Linked DNA regions of Salmo salar: region 1 is linked to region 2. Evidence: chromatin contacts called from public Hi-C data. All regions are on one chromosome and are shown on one strand. The core of a region is the stretch at or near the end of the contact, and the rest is flanking DNA. Distances in the headings are between cores, read along the strand shown. Region 1 overlaps LOC106584226 (SUN domain-containing ossification factor). Region 2 holds the start of LOC106584267 (histone H2A deubiquitinase MYSM1).

Region 1 (6,013 bases), core at 2,924-5,423, 57 kb after region 2:
AGGCTTTGCAACTGCTATCCTGTGTTATTTATATCCAATCACTCTGGTAAAAACACACATACAGAACCATACAGTATACGTACCCAACAACAACACACACACAGTGCTTGGTCTGTTAAGAGCTCTGCCCCCTTGTGCGCAGACGGAATCTTTTTGTCTGCTTGGCCGTGGCTCTGCCCTACTTTAACAGCCCTGCTGGCATACTGCCTGGCCTGCACTCACTGTGGCCTGCACGTGTCTCTCTACCTCTCTCTCTACTTCTCTCTTTACCTCTGTGTAGCTTTCTGTCTACCTCTCGATTACTAAAACTTTATCCTTTCTGTTTCCACCACTAATTCTCTCTCCTGTTTGTCTTTGACTGTTGCTGGTTTAGATGTGCTATATGGAGTATTAGAGTTTGGTTTTGAACGTCTCAGTCTAGTGTCCATGCATTCGGTGTCTCTAGGCACTGGAGACTTGGCAGCGTTGGAGGAGGATCCTTAGTCGTCTAAGTTTGGTGTCCAATGAGGGAGAAAGTGGGAAAAGATGGTTTGTTAATAGAAATGCCACCAACATACATTTTAGTGGTGCTCTCTAATGTCTCTACTTTGATGCTCCCCTCAGCACCACGCCCTCCCTGCCTACCTCGTACAACCCACTGAACCCAGAGAGTCCACCGTCTCTAATCTGAGATCCAACTGCCGGCATCACAAGACTCCTCTCCGACCTCAGGGCCACACACACATTGTTCTATTAACAGAACCATTCCAAATGGCATCAGCCTTCAGACCTCGGGCTAACAACTATGCTATTCAGTATGAATGCTGAATTTTAGTAACCGTCTTTCTCTAATATGGTATTCAGATAAATGTTAGCTAACAATGGCAGAACTAGATGTCTAAATGTACAAAAATGATTTGTAGCACTGGTGTGCTCAACTCTAGAAAGTTTGCACAATGTTACATTTATGAGCACCAGAGATGTTTATATTTTTATCGTTTGAGATGTAGCCTAAATTAATTATAGATACTTCTGAAGCACATGTGCCCTAGAAACAAGTGTGTAACCCTATAAATACATTTATTTATTATTAAAAAGCTAAAATGTTGATACAAATGACTGTCATTCAAATATAATGAGTCATTTCTGGAAAATTAAGTTTCTACATTATGTAAAAGCACTATTTCCCTATTGATATCATAGACATTAAAACCAGTAGGTAGTGATAGAGCTGACGTCATCCACACATTCCTATGGAAAACTCACAATGGTGCAGGAGGCCGGAAGAATTTGAAGCGCGCCAAAATATTGCTAAGGATCATGGTGAAAGTGGCTGTAACTAGCGACGGCTCATGGTTGATGTAGGGATGTTCATCCTGCCTGAGGAAGTCAACCGGGAACCTCCTGATAGCCTGCCGGCCCGTGATTGGTCTGTATCAGCACGTGGTCCTGTGTGACGACAAACGTAGCAGTCAGAATGGATCACAGTTGAATTAAATATCTCCATTTGTAGGGAACTTTAAAAATTCACAGTGGGGATGGAAGTTGATCATGGCAAAATGTTTAATCCAAAACGGCGTAAAAAATAAATAAAAATGGGCCGTTCTGACAATCGGAATGCAATGCTTTCTAGGGCAGACCAGGGTTTTTGACACAGCTAGGTTGCTACGTAGTAGCCGAGCAGAGCTTGGGACTTCATGCTCCAGACCCGACACTGGGGGCCTGATTGAGATGCATTACATAGAACATTGTACACTATCTCTTTTTAAGAAAGTCACGTTTGAGATGATGACATGCAGGAGATCTGCCATTCATTCATTGCTATGATCATCGATCTCCTGAAGAAACTGTCCCTTTTCCTCTCATTCTGTGCCCCCAAATGTTTGGATGTAGCCTACTGTTAAATTGACCAGGTTGTTGGCTAGCGAGGTAACCAACATGACTGAACAAGGTGTTAAACTAGTGGTTTATGGCCAGTGAATAGTTTTAGAGCAGCCCGCGACATGGTTTATCAATGAAAAATGCGACCTTCCCAATCCGCAACATGAAGAAAAACCATTTGGGAGCATATGCGATCAGAATGGATGTGCTTTAGAGCCCTGGACGTCAAGTGCTCTGGAGGCTGAATGGTTCTGCTGCTGTTCTGGTTCTTCTGTTAGCTAAAACCAATTATCCATTTAAAACCCATTTAAAACTCCTATAGCAGCATCATAACCCAACCCATTACAGGCCACAAAGTGTTACCATCCACCCAGCGACCCTCAGTCTCCATGATGTACTTCATCCACAACCTGAAATAACAGCAACACTGTTTTCTGCTAACTGCCTCACTGCCTGCTAATGGATTATCTATTTTCCCTGTTATATTGGCTTCTCTCCACCTTCTCCACCTTCTCCATCTACCTGCTAACTGGTGAGTCCCTGTTCTCTCTCTCTCTCGCTCACTCTCTCTTTCTCTGCTGACCCTATAAGATGAGAATAGGGGTGGTTGAATCAGTAGTAGGTTAGCTGTGAGTAGAAAGGTACAGTCCTGACATGTTTCATGCTATAGTTAGCTGTGGGTCATTTTAACACTGTTAATTAAGAGCTATCAGATGAAGGTGTTTAGTGTGCAGCTAGTTCAGCCCCTCAGGACCTGCAGCGAGCTACAGCAGGCTACTGGGACTGCCTTGCATCAGCGTCAGCAGCACCTGCCGTGATGACAGGGTTAGTTACTGGCTACCAAGGATCTGTCTTTTGGGTTTGGACACCTGTGCTTATGTGAGCGTTGTCATGCAGTGAGATTGTGTGTGTGTAGACAGACCAAAAGAGGGAGGAAAGTCAGTGCAGTGGTCGTATACCTTGATCAGACATGCTGGCAGCTTTATCATTCAAGTCAGAACTGGGAATAAAGGTCTAGTCACTATTCATAAAGGAAACGGTGAGTCCAGACAACCACCGTCCGTGACTGGAACAGAGCTAACTGGACAGGGTCAGAGAAATGTGGTGCTGGTGTTGGGTGGGAAAGTCCGGGTAAGGACAGGTCAAATAAAGCATGGATTGTTATCTTAACGCAGGACGATTTAGCCTCCCTTCAGCCCCTCTCCACATCCTATCTCTATTGTTATGGTGGACACAGGCTTTGGTGTCGCTGTGTTTTCAGCGCAGTCTGTTGGCTAGGTCCTGTAGTACTGTCTCTCCCTTTGGCCCTTTTGTGTGGCTCTAAACCTAACAGGAAATGTCAGGGGATTTGGCTGGCCATAACCATAGCCTTCACTGCTGTTTTTGTGTGTGTATTAGGCAGACGGAAAGAGAGGGAGACTGACAGAGGGAGAGAGAGAACGTGTTAGCCAGACGTGCTCCGTGCATGGAGGCGAGCTGATCAGATTATCTGCAGTGAGTCAGTCTACTCAACCATGATGCCAAACCCTCTGAACGATGTGTCTGTCTTTTGTCCCAATGTGACACTAATCCCAAATAAACTCTTATTGCATCTCAATAGTCTAAAGTAGCTTCCTGTTCCGGCTCCTCTCCTTCCCCTGCCCTGAACTGGAAGAACTGCACCGGTTCCTAGTGGGATCTGGTCATTCACCATATTACCTGTCCTGTAGTCTCAGATCAGTTCTGCAGTCGTTTCAGACCCTGCTGTGTGTGTTCTCTCCACCATCAGCTCTCTGTCTGTATGAGATGTGGTAAGTTTTAGATCTGCCTGTTGTGAAGAGTAGAAAACAGAGGGATGGAGAGGGGGGAAGAAAAGAGATGGCGGAAGTAGGCTAGAAGAAGCGCTGAGTCAGTGTAATGCCTGAGGCTCTTTACCGACATTGACGGACTACAGGAACACAAATCCCTTTTCTCCTCTCGCTCCCCCTCTCTGTCTCTTATCCCCCATTCCTCTCCCATCTCACTTTCCCTGCTCAGGGGTGTAGATTCCACCAGATATAGGATCATGTTTCCCTCCCCAATCCTAAACGTAACCATTAGTGGGGGAAAATGCGAAACTGACCCTAGATCAGCGTCTAAGGGGCAACTTTCCCCTGCAACTCTTTCCCTGCCTGTGCTCCCCCCCCCCCCTCCACTCCTTATATAACTAACAGAACTAGGTCACATACATTCCTCCCCAAAGCTGCTCCTTCAAGCAAAGGTTACTTCCTTTTCTTTCTCTAAGAGTAGGAATGTGTGCCAACACTCGGCTCTTTTTTCATGTGTCAACACTCGGCTCTCTTTACAAGCAGCGTTACAGAAGGGGACAGGGAGGGCAGTTTCTAACTGGGTCATAACTTCCTACTTTGTATTCACAGAAGTGTTTCTCACTACTGTAGCATGCAAAATATAGTAACTTTACTTCTAGTTCTACCATGCGTCTGTGCGATGAGGAGTTTTGATGTAATGGGGGGGTGCAGTGCTGACAGGTAGGCAGGTGTCCCCACAACCAGACTAGAAGCTGGTAATCTCCGTTCTTATGCACACCTGGCCTCCTCAGTGGTCAGTCAGCCTCCCTTTCAAACTGTTTTCAACACTGTATCATTCACACCCCTACACAGAAACCCAGTGGTAAACAGCACTGTCAATCATCTCTGTGGTTCCTGTCCAGGAGCTCCTCAGACATGTTGTGACAAACACTCCTGCCTTCACCTCTATGTTTACCGTGGCAGAAGTCTGTTTAGTCACGAGGCGTCCCCTGAACTATAGGCCTATGTAGCTAGTTGTAGAAGTCTATTCGCTGGCTAAAGGCTACGGCAGGGTATATGGCAGAGCCTGCAGTTCAATGGGTTTGTAAGGTGACCTTCTACCCACTACTAGCCCCCTCATGGTGATGTTACCTCGTGTGGTATTTCACTCTACTTGTCGTTGGCTTTGAATAAAGTGGTAAAAGCCCAATTCCAAATCAACCCCCGATTGGCAAGGTGGGATTTGTGCCATTTATTACTCATACTTCTCAGATCCTCTTGGGCGATTCCACGGCAGCGGCAGCGGAAAATAGTTTTGGTATCTGAATTTTCTAGCAATTCTCACATCGAAACTTAATTGCGAGGAAGAATGTTTTTAAAATTCTTTTTACATTTTGTATCACAAACCATTTTCTCGAAAATCATGATGAAGGTGTCCGTTACAGGCCCTTTCTAGACCTATACATGCCTCCTGTAAGACCCTATGATCTCACACACATGATATAGACATCTTTTGATTTGGTACATTTTGAGAGACGAAAAACGATTTATCGATTGTTCATGATATAACTGAAATCGTGAAAAGACATTTTGTTTTGCCTACTTACAGTATACCCCCACACCCTGGTCGCACATCTACCTTTCTCTCTCGTGTATGTGACATTTGAATGTACACACAGTTCAAAGCCGTGGCTATATCCACCGCGGGGTTCATATTATGGTCTGGATCGGTATAGGCTGCCTCTCACATTACCCACACTGCCACATCGCATCTCTCTACCTATGGATGATAGGTCTGGGGAGGGCTGGGTGTATGCAGGTACACGATGTTGCTGCTATATGAATAGGCCCTCATCGCAATCCCAGCAGGACTGGAGGCTTTGGAGGATGAGATGGCTGCATCGTGTGTTCTGTATCCAAGGAGGATGTAGCATGGATGTGTTCATCAGGCTAGATCAGGATAAATAGAGTGAAGTTACAGACCTATGTTCTACATACTGATATTATATACTGTGTGTGTTCGAGTGATCCCCTATAGACTTGTCAGTTGACAGGGTGTTAACGTGTGTGTGTGTCCAGCTCTGACCTGACATTGATGTTTGAGTGGTCAAGCAGAAGCTCTCAGGTTTCAGAGACAGGGGTTGGAGGTGAAAATTGCAGCGTCCAGTTGTTTAAATGCATACGGGTCTTCAAACAGGCCGGGAGAGAGTGTTCATGTAACAAACATTCAAATGTTAAATGCTGACTTTTTAAAAAGGGAACATATTCAGGCAGCCCCATGTCCATTGGTCCCTACACACACAAACCGCTGGGGACCCTCCCTGCTCTCCCGCCACATCACCTCAGCCTTTACCCCTCAGATAAGATGCCCCGTGACGGTCCAGTCC
Region 2 (6,330 bases), core at 1,684-4,183:
CAGTATAACTTTAGCCAGCTAACAAAGATGGCAGGGACAACTGTATTTAAGATAGCTAATGTTAGCAGTACTAGCATTTTTTTTTATGAACTTTGCTAGTAACAGTAAAGTTAATGGCAACACTGACATCTCACTAAAGTAAATTTGACATCATAATACGGCAAAGTTGTTTCCAAGTAATTATTTGCCTCCTTTATCAATGTCATCATATTTCCATGCCACTAAATTAGTGTAATTTAGACTAAACAATCAGGTTATCCACTGAGGTGCACAAATACATGTTTGATGCAGCTATGGTGGTACTAGTTCATTCATGTGTGACTACAACAGTGTACTAACTAGCAGCAACAAACTCAAACCAACCCAGGGCCATAGCAAAACATGTCACAGTTGGTTGCATAGTGTAACGGCGTCACCGGCCTGAATCTAATCCAATCTGGCGCCAGTCAGTCTAGATCTGTGAAGCATAGAATTATCTTCCAAACGAGATTACATTATTTCTCGAGCTATGTTTTTAATTTAAGGATGATGACAATCGTTGACCCAGTTCTTCCTGTTAGACAAAGTGCACAGTTGGGTGCCGGATTGATCCCCTGGTCATGAATGGATTGCTGGGATCTACCAAAAGGAGCGAAGGTGGGTATCAAAACATGTCCAGCAATGTGATTGCAATAGTTTAGCGACCTCCAAAAATGATTTAATTCACTGTTCACTTGCTATTTTCACAGCTTGTCAGGAAAGACCTCAGAAGTGTCATGCGTGAACAAGTACATGTTGTTGCCAGTCTCTCTCGACTCCTATGAAAAGGACACTCCATCATGAGGCCTCTGGCTTGGGCAACGACAGGTAATGTGTGTTATGTGAAAAGTAGGTCAATTCCCCAGACAAGCAGATTCAACTAGTACAGTCATTTGGGTTGTGAAGGGCATTAGCAAAAAGTACTGTCCTTTCTTTAGAACCAAATTAAATGTACCACTTGGCTGTCTATTATATCAACCTGTCACAGGCCCTCTTAGCCAACACCATTTTAGAAAAACAGCAAGGGAGCCCTCATCAGCATCATGCAGACATGCGCTCACTGTGAGCATTCCTATGACTTGAACAGTCATCCACAAGTTGGCAAGTATCTGGCCAGCAATGTTCACCTGTCAGCGGCAACAGCTTTCACAGGATCATCATTTGTACAAATACAGAAGGTAACCCACTTCATTACTTTGATACTTTTGATAACACAATTGTAAACATAATTGATGTAAACTGACATTATTTGTTGCTTATTTTGTACTTCTTAGACAGATAATGTCCAGGGCATACCTAGCCTGGTGGAACCAGCCAGATCACTGTGCTCACGATTCCATTTCACTTCATGTGCCAACTGAATCTCAGTTTAAGTACGAGCAACACGAGGCACAAATGATTCAATTGGCACATGCACATTCACGCTGAGTTGAGCAACCCAAATGGTGGTTGTATTCGATAAGTTTTTATTAAAATAATGCATTTCAGCACCCCGCGGAAGAACCGCAGTTGTACAAGACAAAGCGTTCTCAGAATTGACCATTTTTACAAGAATGGACTGATGGTGACAATGTTGTTACTAGCAAATCCTGCGACCAGGAGTTGAGTGTTACTCAACTAACCATACATCTAGCTGCCTGTAGTTATTGAACTCAACCTGCAGGAGGTTAGTTTGTTGTGATTGAGTGGCGGAAAGGGCAGGGTTCTGAAAGAACCAACTCACATTTGGATTCTGTCATGGCCGCCAGCATTTGTTGAGGAGCAAGCCCAAAAATGAGGCCAAATCAGCAGGTGCAGTTCCCCTTTAATTTGTTTAGTATAACGCCACTACTACTTGTAGCTATTCAGTCTGTTTGTGTTGTTGGTCGGTATCTACCTAGCACTCACGGGGCTACTAACACTGTCATGAAAAGGGGCACGAGGGAAGCCCTACAATATTACCACAGACAGAACAATGATACTTATTTCACTGGATGTAAATGTGAAACTTCAAATTGGCGTTTCCACTTACTACCAAATATGGGGATTAGAGGAAGCCCAGTGTCCGACAGTGGGAGAAGATCGAGCTAGAGGGATTTGGCAACTTTTGTAATCGGTTAAACATTTGATCTCCATATGGTTTTCTGTTTCCGAAAACTAGAATATGTAACTGACAGAGTTAACTACGTTTTCTAGAATTTACCCTTTATCAAAGTTTTAAAAACTGCATTGTTTAGGAGTTCACGGGCTGCTTATTGAGTTATTACACAAGCGCACTTCAGAGTAGGCGTTCCCTAATGGAAATATGCAAATCAATACTAGAACGCGCCAATAGGATCTCACTAGCTCCTTCAATCTTGGGTTAGTTTTAAAAATCTTTGATATTACGTTTTTTTTTGTAAGAAGTGAGAACTCTCAGGAGCAGGCAATGTTGAAAAGTAATCTTTTAGACATGTACTTTTCTTAAAATGTAGTTATGTAATTGACTAATACAAGCAGACAATTGTATTTGAAAACATGTTTTTTGTTGCTGTGAATGGGGTAAGCATGGGTTGTGCGTATGGAACATAATATATTTTATTTTATCTCAAAATACATGGGACCTACATTGCGTTTATTTTTATTCAGTATAGCTCGAATAACCGTCTGAAAAAGCTGAACAACCCTGTTGTCGAAATCAGCTAGCTAACGTTAGCTAGCTACGTCTAACTAGTCTACCGTGCTAGCCATTGCTATTGAGTTTCAAATGGGTTATTTAAATGGCTCTGATTCATTCAATCGCCCAAATATCTAAACTGTATATTAATTTTAGCCCATCAGAGAAAAACGCTCTTACCCTAAATCAGGATCATATTCGTCTCCTTCGATATCAACGACATCCAGCTCGTCCGCCATGTTGGCTAGCCAAATTTCAAACAAGGGGGCAAGAGCGAACTCATTCACAATACCGACATGATTCCTCGACAGCGACACCAAGTGGTGAGTGTGATGTAGTCACTTTTAAACAATGTTTTGCTTTCGTCATCTCTTCAGTACCACTGATAAATTAAATATTGTATGACAAGTGCTGGATCTGTCTAAAGTTTCTCATCAACCTACCACCCATTTGAAGTCAAAGGAAACAACGTGACATGTTCAGAAAAGCAGGATTGTTTAATTTACACATTTACATCTACAGAACATTATTCTGATAAATATCCCAGAATATTTTCTCCTCTCCTTGTTCCATCAGATGAGTAAAATAAAACACCTTATCCTAAACAACTTATCTCTAGGGTAAGAGTTGAGTCTGTTCTTCAAAAGATAATATTGTCTTGTTTAGAAAGGAACAAAAACATTGGAACAGAAACAGTGAAATTCTGTGGATGAAAAACATTCTTAATTTTACTTTTTAAAATCACCCAATGTGATGCTTGTTTGAGCATCAGCTAAAATACAAATGACACAAAATGGTGGGTAGAGAGAGGCAGTGGCAATACAACCCATTACAATGGGCGAGTTATTTTGGCATGGCCCGGTGTAGGTGGAGATTATACTTAAGGACTAATGAAATGGTCTAAAATACATAAACTCTGTCCATCCAGGGCACCATGCTATTCAAAACTAACTCGCCCAATGGTTTGAGTAGCTGTAACTGAGAGGGGGCTCATAATAGCACAGTGCAAGACCCCTCAAACATCACTTATTTTATGTTGTTATTCTTTCATTGTAAAAGAGAGTGGATACTGCATCACTGTAACATTTCATATTTCAAAGCAGGGATAGGTTGAAAGCCGGGCTCCCGAGTGGCGCAGCGGTCTAAGGCACTGCATCTCAGTGTAAGAGACTTCACTATAGTACCTGGTTTGAATCCAGGCTGTATCACATCCGAACATGATTGGGAGTCCCATAGGGTGGTGCAAAATTGGCCCAGCATCGTCTGGATTTGGCCGAAGTAGGCCATCATGGTAAATAAGAATGTTCTTAACTGACTTGCCTAGATAAATAAAAGGTTAAATAAATTTAAAAAATGGAAAAGCCAGTCCTAAAGGTGAGATAGTCATGTGAGCAGTTCACTGTCCAGCCACTAGATGGGGTGTCACTCAACACAGCAGCACAGTGAGTATTTATAGGAACATTTCTGTAATATAGGGAGCGTTTACAGAGCAATCAGACAACTTGTTTGGCTGCTCCAAAATCTTGGCACATATCAGTGTATCAACCACAAGTGTGTAAGTTTGTAGCTCTGTCATATACACTATTGGACAACCTACAAAATAAAGCCAAATAAGTCAATTAGTAGATCTCCCAACTGCATTCAGTCCCAAGCAACCCTTCTCCTGTAACCTTCTCTGCCCCAATGAGGTGCAGGGTGTGGTTGTTAGAAATAGAATGCGGTCATTCTCATCTCATCAGCCTGTATGACTGAAACCAGACTCGCCTGTTGGCACTAAGTCTGACATTAGACCATCAGGACATGAGTTATAGGAGGATGTCAGGTGGAGGAGGGAGTGGGAGGGTTACGGAAGAAACTATTCCCTTTCCCCTACTCTACTCTCCTCTACTCTCCTCTACTCACCAAGCAGCCGAAAGGCCAGCCAGAGAAAGGAGGGCTGGCACTGGCAGGCAGCAGATGTTTCTATGAAGAAATGTGTGAGTGTGTGGGTAAGAGATTGTGAGTGTATCTGAAAGAGAGTGAAAGGGGTGTGTGTGCGTGCACATGCTGTCCACTTCAGCCACGGTTTGGAAGGCAAAGTTTTGGTAGTATGGCACAGACTGCTAAATCAGAATCTCTAAAGGTATATCAATAACCTACTCCAGTAAAAGGCTTGGCAACATGACTAACAGATCATATACTGGAAGACTGAAAGATGTGACACGGACAGGACAGTCTCACCTCAGTGTCTGGAAGACAAAGTTGAGAGGTGACATTACCATATTAATGGTAAACACTTGTTCGTTATGCTCGCTTTTAAAAGCCAATGACTCTGAAGGTCTGGCTGGTGTCTCACCCTCCACGGAGTTTTAGATAGACAGAGCAGATGAGACTGGACGGGTAGGTATGTGTCTAAGGTTGTGTGATGTATGTGAGTGCATGTTGTACCTATGAGTTACGGTCACATCTTCACCACCAGTCCCCACTCCCCTATTGGCTGGCTGATCCAGACAGAGCTGCCCGTCCCTCCCTGACCCCTCCCAGTGGGCGGGTTGTTACGTGCGCGTGTGTCTCTTGTCGTCGAACAGCGAGCGGATGAGGTAGACCTGCACCCCCGTCACCAGCACCATCACCAGCATGTTGGTCATGGACCACATGTTGACCCGGTTGTAGTTGGACTCTTGTATGTTGCGGTCGCGGGCTTCGAAGGCTCTGAGCAGCGTCTGTATCTGAAGGCTCTTCCCCAGCCGGGCTTTAACACTGTTGATGGTGTCCTGGAGAGCAGAGGGACAAAGAGGTTGGTAGTGGTTTGGGTTATTCTGATTAGTCATAGAAGCATCTTGGAACTAGAATCCAACAATACAGAGTAGACCAGACTTCAGGAGAATAGAGATGATGTATGTTGACTGATGCAGTGATATTCCCTACTGGAGAGGTCCCTGGAGACAAGGTAACAGGATGGGGGAAGGGGTGGGTGCATGTTAACAAAGCCGCCATGTCGGTGAGTCCTCAAAAGGACAAACACGACTTCCTCCATAGTTGTACTTTACACTTCCTGTCCCTGACCAACTGACGCCTGTGTCCTGATACAAGGGGTTGGGGTCTGGTATAAAGATCAAATCATTCTGCTTTCAGGAGCGTGTGTGGTTATTGTTGTGACATTGATGGCTGTGGTGCTCGGCCTCTCTGACCTTGTGCCGTTGTATTGGCAGTGTGCGTGCTGTGTCAAAGTGACACCACCTGTGTGGTTGTGTGCTATGTGAGCTGACGTGTTGTAATGCCAGCAATCTCTACTTCAGAAAGACAGACAAAACACCAATGTCAACAGACAGCAGGCCTCAAGACGAGACAGCTTCTGCCTGCCTTGTCACACAAAATACACTAGGACCGGAACGATACCAGTATCACATTATTACCATGGCAAAAATGAAAACCTGAAGCAGACTAAACTCTTTGGTCCTTTAAAAACCTGCTGTTAGTGTGATATAGCTTGGAAAATAAATACATGTGACTCTGGATGACAACATAATGTTTGTTTCCAACATTAGGGCTGTTTTCCTAAATAAGTTAAATCTGCTTGGTGCTTTGTTTCCTTGCCACGATACTAACGTCCCAGCCCTACAATACACCACTCTACCATTACTAATCTAATTTACACAGGGATTCTTTTTTGATTATCCAGTATCACATTCAAAAAA

The links. A called contact is a pair of places that touch in the nucleus more often than the background predicts.
Region 1: a contact with region 2 is called in a Hi-C map of muscle, with 2.5 times the contacts expected there. The contact joins the enhancer-like site here to the promoter of LOC106584267 in region 2. A contact is called at or near these places in 2 of 3 Hi-C or Micro-C datasets (gill and muscle).

Annotation. Positions count from the first base shown.
Region 1 is chrssa23:22,980,813-22,986,825 of Ssal_v3.1, forward strand. The region is part of intron 1 of LOC106584226 (SUN domain-containing ossification factor); the gene reads left to right. Among protein-coding and RNA genes, the nearest start is that of pigc, 42 kb to the right of the region's middle. Within about 2 kb of position 4,174, at least 2 of the 13 cell types and tissues checked have an H3K27ac peak or open chromatin away from gene starts, as enhancers often do. A contact at or near this core is called in gill and muscle, where this site is marked.
Region 2 is chrssa23:22,925,002-22,931,331 of Ssal_v3.1, forward strand. LOC106584267 (histone H2A deubiquitinase MYSM1) reads right to left here and starts at 2,934. Exons shown (of 16, transcript XM_014169316.2): 1 at 2,834-2,934. The coding sequence starts at 2,892. tmed5 (transmembrane p24 trafficking protein 5) reads right to left here. Exons shown (of 4, transcript XM_014169324.2): 4 at 3,132-5,406. The coding sequence ends at 5,188.